Regions from separate parts of the Mus musculus genome. Here region 1 is linked to region 2. The links are chromatin contacts, called in public Hi-C maps. All regions are on one chromosome and are shown on one strand. The core of a region is the stretch at or near the end of the contact, and the rest is flanking DNA. Distances in the headings are between cores, read along the strand shown. Region 1 overlaps Pelp1 (proline, glutamic acid and leucine rich protein 1). Region 2 holds the start of Alox12e (arachidonate lipoxygenase, epidermal).

The links. Hi-C and Micro-C count contacts between places; a contact is called where the count stands out from the background.
Region 1: a Hi-C map of bone marrow-derived macrophages shows a contact between it and region 2, with 49 read pairs. The contact joins the enhancer-like site here to the promoter of Alox12e in region 2. A contact is called at or near these places in 6 of 39 promoter capture datasets (the C10 cell line, the HPC-7 cell line, HPC-7-derived erythroid cells and 3 more), 3 of 15 datasets of contacts at CTCF or cohesin (embryonic stem cells, pro-B cells and stem cell-derived epiblast-like cells), 60 of 484 Hi-C or Micro-C datasets (B cells, the Ba/F3 cell line, the C10 cell line and 27 more), 11 of 115 datasets of contacts at active chromatin or transcription factors (bone marrow-derived dendritic cells, bone marrow-derived macrophages, embryonic stem cells and 1 more) and 5 of 9 other capture datasets (adipose tissue, embryonic stem cells, liver and 2 more).

What each region holds. Positions count from the first base shown.
Region 1 is chr11:70,394,215-70,398,309 of GRCm38.p6, forward strand. Pelp1 (proline, glutamic acid and leucine rich protein 1) reads right to left here. Exons shown (of 17, transcript NM_029231.4): 7 at 3,852-4,002; 8 at 3,429-3,558; 9 at 3,236-3,323; 10 at 2,801-2,889; 11 at 2,604-2,720; 12 at 2,342-2,489; 13 at 2,072-2,231; 14 at 1,446-1,501; 15 at 1,088-1,294; 16 at 1-978. Among named protein-coding and RNA genes, the nearest start is that of Pelp1, 14 kb to the right of the region's middle. Within about 2 kb of position 2,272, at least 14 of the 459 cell types and tissues checked have an H3K27ac peak or open chromatin away from gene starts, as enhancers often do. A contact at or near this core is called in bone marrow-derived macrophages, where this site is marked.
Region 2 is chr11:70,320,533-70,324,215 of GRCm38.p6, forward strand. It overlaps Alox12e (arachidonate lipoxygenase, epidermal), which reads right to left and starts at 1,998. Exons shown (of 14, transcript NM_145684.2): 1 at 1,790-1,998; 2 at 1,153-1,354; 3 at 900-981; 4 at 696-818; 5 at 504-607; 6 at 198-358. The coding sequence starts at 1,924.

The DNA.
Region 1 (4,095 bases), core at 1,022-3,521, 74 kb after region 2:
ACCTTCTTCCTCCTCAAATTCCTCCTCAAACTCTTCTTCCTCTTCTTCCTCTTCAAAATATTCTTCTTCATCTTCTTCCTCTTCCTCAAAGTCTTCTTCTTCCTCATCTTCATCTTCTTCCTCCTCTTCCTCTTCCTCCTCCTCCTCTTCATCACTGCTGTTGATATTAATAACTGTCAAATCTTCTTCCATGGCTGTGGGTCCTCCCCCTCCAGGAGTCCCTTCAGGGACCAGCTGGGGTGGAGGAAGTGTCACAGGACCAGAGGCCGGTGGGGGTGGGGGTGGGGGTGGGGGTGGAGGCCCTGGGGTTGCAGGCAGTTCTTCAGAATCCTCCTTAGCTGGCACAGGAGGTGAGGCTGTTGGTGGGCCGGCAGGAGCCGCAGGGGGAGGAGTGCCTGAGGGTGGTGCAGGTGGCAGGGAGGGAAGCCCCTCAGGTACAATCACCACACTGTCATCAGAGTCGCTTTCCAAGGAGATCTCTACATCAGATGCCTCCTCCTTATCGTAGTGGACAAAGGCTGGCCTAGGTACTCTCCCCCCAAAAGTTTCATCTGGAGGTATGCTAGGCGGAGGGGTCCCACTAGGAGCAAGGACAGGATCCTCACCGGAGCCTGCACGGTGGTTTTCAGGGCCAGGAAGGAGCCTGGGTGGAACAGATACCAGGCCTGGGACAGAGAGGCCTAAATGGTTGGCTGTTGCTGGAGGTCCAGGGCGAGAGGGCACTTGGCCTGTGGACGCCATAGAGCCTACTGTGGGAATGGGGCCTGCTGAGGGTAATGGGCCTGTGGATGGCACAGCACCTATGGAGGGCATGGGGCCTGGAGGATGGAAGGCCGGGGCCCTGAATGAAGATGGGGCCTCAGGAGGAGGGACGGGGGCAGGAGTGGGGCAGGCAGGGCCTGAGCTCTGTAGAGGAGGTACTCGGGGGTGTGTCAGAGCAGCACAGGTCACCAGAGCTTCTGAGCAAAAAGAGGAGACCTGAGAAAGGAAGGAAGGAGAGGCAAGAATGTCAGGAACACAGGGTCTCACGAAGCAAGCATCAGAACAAGAGAACCCAGGATCAGATCTGACTCAAGTCAGCAATTACCTCAAGACTATCTTCCCATTGGCCAAGAGAGAAAGCTTTCAGGGCACAGGCAAGAGGAGGAGGGCACCGAGGGGAAGGTGCCAGCAATAAAGCCAGCAGCAGGCGGTAGAGCCCGAGGCGACAGCAGGAACTGTTGTAAGGAGAGCTGCCCAGGACCTCACCCTGCTGGACACTCATGACCAGGGGCAGGACTAGATCATGAAGTCTCTGAAAAGAAAATAGTGTGAGTCTAGAAACATCACCTTCAAAGCCAGTGCCTCGTTCCCAGCTTTCAGTGGATCCACCTTTGGGGTAAACACTCCCAATGCACAGAACAGTGGCCCCTCCCCTCCATCAGGATCGGTCCCTACTAACTAACCCTGTGAGTCTCCTCCTTGATGAGAGGCCCGCACATAAGGATGGTCCGACTGAGGCCTGAGAAGAGAATGGTGTGTCAAAGGCAGACAGGAAGGCAAGGGCACACAGCCTAGCAGGGAGCATCCAGTTCTGTTACTGTCTACCCTGGGCAAGGCATTTACCCTCAGTTTCTTCCCCCAGTATAAAATGGGGATGATAGATAATGCTGGTAATTTACTACATGTATACACTGAGGAGGACTGGCCTCACCTTGGACAATGAGAGAGATAGCAGGTAGTAAGACTACCCGAAGGAGAGTCACCTAACATCACGGCATCCACTAACTCTGGCTCCATTCGCAGATGCATTAGATGCAGGGAATCCCCACCAGCATCCTGCTCTACCCTGCACATGAACCCCACTGGCATGGATCCCTGGATTCCCACCCACAAGTGCTCATACTGTCCCTGCCACACACAGCGCATATGTAAAGTGCTTGACTAAATTAAACTGAGATCTTGGAAGATCAGAAGAAACTACCAGATCCCCAAACTAAAAGCAGGGCAGAATGCTCTCAAGGTTGCACGGCTGCCTCTGCGCCTATGTGCTCTACTCTGCCGACTGGCTGACCAGCTCACACCAACCCACCTCTCAGTGCAGCTGCGCACACGTCACTGTTGGCATTCCTATCTCCTTTCCTTTGGCTGGGTGGAGCCAAAGCTTCCCCCATATCGAGCTTGAGCTTCTTAGGAGCACTTGGCTTCCCACTTTGCAAACCTCCATCAGAGCTTCCCCTGGTACTGCATAGCTTGTGGTAAAAGGAAACACAGTCACATGTACAGGCAAACAGGAAGTCAGGACAGTCAGTCAGGAAATAGGCACAGGAGCCAGGGGAACAGGAGCCAAGGTCTCACTAACCTTAAGAGCATCAGCTGGAGGGGAGATGTCACTGAGCAGGTGGGTGAGCAAGGCTTCTCCAGAGGCTCCTCCCTGAAGCATACCTGCTGAGGCCCCACAAACCTGCACCCATAGCTCTAAGATAGCATACACTTTGGTCCGAATGGTGCTGGAGAAGGAATAAGGAAAGCAGGGTATGAACGAGAGCTGACATGCCAGAGCCCCGGGGCCCCTGATGTTCTCATCCACCCTCTCCACTCTATCCGCCCTCGTGGACAATCACCTGTAAGGCCTCTCCTGGCCTGGAGCTAGAGTATCCCTCCCAGTGCTCCAGGCATTGAGAACCTGGGGAAGCAGCCGGCTGATCAGGGCACCAAAACGCAAAAGTCGACTTCCACACCTAGGGGCAGAGGACGGAACGGTGGCCTTCATTTCCAGTATGTTCGTTCCCTTCTCCACACCATGACCAAGTTTACTTACGCAAGGATCAGGGCAGAGAGCAAGTCCAAGGCCTCAAGGTGCAGAGAAGGCAGCAGCAGCAACCTGAGGGGACCATCTCCAAGCAAGTTCTGGAGGAAATTCAGCAACAGTAAGATGGAAAAGAAAGACAGAAACATAGCAGGTATATCAGATTATATAACATGAACCAACTCCCTGGCCCAGCTCAACCCAAGCCCATCTCCCATCTCCCATCCTGTAGGAGAGCTTGACCATGAGTGAGCCCTTTAACGACGCCTTGGCTCATCCCCAACCAGCACTGTCTGCCCTGACCACAGGTGGCTCTACCCTGTGTGAGGGAGTCCACGACACTTGCATATGCCTCAGGGACACTTTCAGAGATGACAGCTGGGTATTGTCCAAGTGGCCAGGGTCTTAAGCAAGACTACAATGCAAAGGAAGGCAAAATCCACTCACAATATTCTTGCTACTGATACCAAGGATCCGGCAGATGAGGTCCAGGATTTCCTGCACAGGAACGGACACAGGAGCCCCAAACTCAGAGCTAGAGAACCAGAACAAAGAGACCCTCAGAGCAGTCACCCTAGCTGACTCCACACACCCACCGCACCTTCCAGCCCCAAGCCCGTTCCCTTCAATAGCCACACACCTGAGCATGAGCCCCAGGCAACGGGCCAGGCCTGAAAACCTCTGCCGAAGCTGGAGGAGGACATGGGTGTTACCATCTTCTGAGTGGGAAAGCAGCATCTCTATTCCAGGGCCTTCACTCTGCACAGGAGCTGGGCAGCAATACAACCACCTATACACTCTGCCTTTCTCCCATCCCTCCTTTTCCCTTTGTACGAGCTGCCATGTGGGTGCTGAGAATCAATTCCCAGTCCTCTGGAAGAACAGCCAGTGTCCTTCACCACTGAACCCCTCTCCAGCCCCCACTCTTTCATTTATGCTAGATTACCCACTTATGTTCTCATCCATGTCACCCAGAAACCCACTGCCCGGCCTCTGTGGACCACACTTGTTCCCTCCTGCCACGCTCTCCAACCCATCTCCAGACTACAGCCCTGTTCCCTACCAGGCTCTGTTTCCTCAAACAGGGACCCCAGTAAGCTGTGCAGTGAGGTCAGCAGGCTGTGCAGCTCCTGTTCCCAGTTCTCTGTGTGCTTCAGTCCCTGGGAAAAGCCAGCACCTAACGAGGGCAACCTGGAGTAACACTCGCAGGCCAGCTGCAGAAGGGCAGAAAGCTGGTCAGAGAGGGACTAGCTTGGCCATGGGTCTCCCACCCCACTAATGGCCCAGAAAACAAAGCTCAACAAGTT
Region 2 (3,683 bases), core at 748-3,247:
AAACCTGTCACCATTTTGTATGCTAACCTTAAAAAATGATCTAAGAAAAGAAATCCTAAATGCAGATAAAGGAGGGTATTGATGATGGAGTCACACAAGGAGAGGTGGGGGGGAAGGAAGCAAGGAAAGGGAAAGAAATCGGTCAGAACCATGGGGATGGGGTTGGGTGCATAAGCTAAACAGAGGCAGCTCAGCACCTTGAGCTCCTTCTCCAGCTGGGTCTGTACGTCTTCCATCCCTGGAGGCAGGACCAGCCGGGCTGGAAGGCGCATGGACCGCCTCAGGAGCATGGGGTTTGCACCGTTGAGGAACTGGTACCCAAAGAGAGCATCTTCCTTCCAGGAACCACGGACCCGCTCTGAAGACATCCGTTGAGAACACAGTGTGAGCTCTAAACGTGCCCTCCAGCCAACCCATCATCTCCTGCCCTCTCTCCCCAGTTCTCTCGGATAGCTGGGTTGGAATTCTGATTAAAGAGACTTTAGGAAATTGTGGTCACTGACCAGGCAGAGCAGTCTTTGTATGTGGGAATACTTTCTGGTAATCTTCCAGCTTTTGTACACGACTTACAAAATCTAGAGTCCCCTTAATAGCAAAGTTCTTCAACCTGTGCAAAGAACACCGTGCAAGAAGATCAAGAAAGAGCCCACCTTACAGCTTAAGGCGAAACTGCGCAAACTCAACCAAGTACTCACTCTTTGACCAGAGAGAGGGAAAAATCTAAATCCTTATCCTTCATGAATCTCTGGTTCCGGGGGAGGTCCCGTTCAGTACTCCCTGCTATAGGCAGGATTAATCCCTCCTTCCAGGAGCCCCACCTGGGGAACAGATACGGAGCCTTACGTGAGACAGTGGGTTTGGAGGCTCTAGAGGGCGATCGACAGTTTTCTTGAACTCACCGATACACATTCCTTCTGTTCTCCAGCTCCTGCTCTCGATACTTCCTAAACAGGTTCTGAGTGTCATCAGTTACCTTCAGGGCTGGAAGAAGCAGACACAAAAGTGTGTCCTCTTAGGGCACCGCTCTGTGCCCTCCATCTCATCCTTTCTCGTCTCCCCCGCTCCCCTCTATCTCTAATCTTTTCTGTAATTTATTTCATAACAAGCCCAACGACCTCCTGCATCCTTCAGCGGCACCGCCAGAGTCCTCACCAGTGCCCTCGGTTAGGCAGATAGTCTCCTTGCCCTGCACCCAACTGTAGCAGGGGAAAAAGGCTTCTCCTTGGGTCCCAGGGCCCTGCACAGTGATGCTCTTGCAGAACCAGTCAGAATCCAATAGGCCTTTCTGTTTGCGCAGCTTCACCGCCAGGAGGCGCCCTAGATGCAAGGGGACGTCGACCTCCAGCTCTGTCTTCTGTGGGATAGGACACAGCTCCTAAGCAAGTCTGGGGTCCTCCGTGTGGGCAGCAGTGTCAGTGAGCCCTCGGAGAAGCTTGGCTTTGGCTCCAATTGCCCTTCTAAGAAGCACTCAAGGAAAGAGACCTGAACCGAGTGGCGTCGAGGAAGGAGCGGGGCGCTCTGCTGGGCTCCAGGCTCCTCTGTGCACCTGCAGCGCTCCCCAGTGTTGTCTCATCCCCGCCCCCTCTTTCTGCCCAGCCCCTCTCTCCTATTCCTTTCTCTGTCCCCTTTTCTCGCAGCCAGCCCACCTGCGCCTGCTATCACTCCCGGATCACCTTCTCAGTGGTTCTCTGGGATCAGGCTTCCTCCCCTCCCCACAGTTCCCAGAACCCCTGCAGAGTCTCAGATCCCCGGTTCTCCGCGAGAGCCCCACGTAGTGGCCGGCACTCACCCTTCCCAGCAGTGGCCGCAGCTGCTTCCCAAGGTCCGCCTCTCCATGCTCGCCCACCAGCCACAGATGCACCAGGTTGGCGGAGCCCGCAAAAACCGAGTCTCCAGTGGCTACGAGGATCTTGTACTTGACCATCTCGGCTGATCCTCTAGAGGGACCTGGGGGGAAACTGCTCTTAAGAGGATCTGAGAGGCTGCCTCCAGAGAGTCACACCTAGACCAGAGTTTGGTGTATTTGAATTGCCCCCGCCCACTCAGGTCCCTCCCCAACTAAGGAGCAGGTATCTGATTCTCACCTTCACTGTCTCTAGATGGTTTGCCAGCAGTTTCCAAAAATGCATCCCTACCTTGTTTTCTTGGCAAGGGCTTCATGCCCAGCCCTGAGCTAAGCACATCAGCTAGCTAAGTCTCACGCCCACCCAATTTTAGTGGAAAAAAAAAGCGCAGCAGGCAGTGATGACAGCAGTAGAAAGGCTTTGGGTGGGGCGCGCTTTTCCGTGGAAGTGAGCTTAGCATCTTGGCAAGGACCAAAGAGTTTTGTTGTTGTTTTTGTTGAGGACAGGTGCAGTAGAGGTGTTCATTGTTCAAACTGGAGAGCCCGAGGAGGGAGTTTGGAATTTCCCTATAGTCTGGAAGTTTCCATTGGACCTCCCTGAAACCTGATCTTTGAAGACAAAGCTTTAGGCTGAGCACCCATACTGTGGACAAACTGCAGGGAAGGGGACAGGGAAAGGAACAGGAGAGAGGACTCTCTTCAGGACTAAGTCTTCCCACCACATCTCCCAGAGTTCGGCCCCCCTTCCTCCTCAGAGCGAGTACAGGGGTATACCTCTCTGTCCTGTGACACTCCTGCCTCTGTCCAGGTGCTCCTGTGCTCCTGTGGACAAAAGTCCCTGAATCCACAATGGATTTTGCTTAAGAGCTAACTACTTAACTAACTGATCCCTTGCCTCGTGGTCGAAGAGTCCGTCAAAACATGCGGCTGAGAGCCGGGCGTGGTGCACGCCTTTAATCCCAGCACTCGGGAGGCAGAGGCAGGCGGATTTCTGAGTTCGAGGCCAGCCTGGTCTACAAAGTGAGTGCCAGGATAGCCAGGGCTTCACAGAGAAACCCTGTCTCGAAAAAAACAAAAACAAAAACAAAAACAACAAAACAAAACAAAACAAAACAAAAAAACATGCGACTGAGACCTGAATCTAAAAGTATAGATGTACTTTCTCAGACAAACGGGGGGGGGGGGGGGGGGAGGACACGGACTTGCCATTAGTTTATAGTGGAGCGGGTGCTTGAAGGATCTTGCAGAACAAACACTAAATGCAACTTGTCTAGTTCTTTACCAGTTTTCCCTCAGCCTTTCTTGTTGTTTGTTTTTGGAGACAGGCCCAACCCCTTTCTTGTGTTCCTTTCACTCCAGGACCCCTGCAGAGTCCCAGGTCCCCAGGTCTCTGTGAGCCCAGTTGTGGTCCTGCACTCGCCCTTCCCAGGAGAGCTGAGACAGCCCTGGTTGTCCTGGAACTCACTCTGTAGACCAGGCTGGTCTTGAACTCAGAGAGATCCATCTGCCTCTGCCTCTGCCTCTGCCTCTGCCTCTGCCTCTGCCTCTGCCTCTGCCTCTGCCTCTGCCTCTGCCTCTGCCTCTGCCTCTGCCTCTGCCTCTGCCTCTGCCTCTGCCTCTGCCTCTGCCCCTGGGTGCTGGAATTAAAGGCTTGTGCCACCATGCCTGGCTTTTTATTTTTTAAACAGTTATCTTGGCTACTTCGCATCAGTATCATGGCAGGGCTTTTTAAATGCATCTTGCTTATATAGTCAGAGAATATTCTATTTGATTCTAATTTTAAAAATATAGCTATGCTACCATCCCAGTGCTAATATTTGTTTATGGGTTGCACAATTTT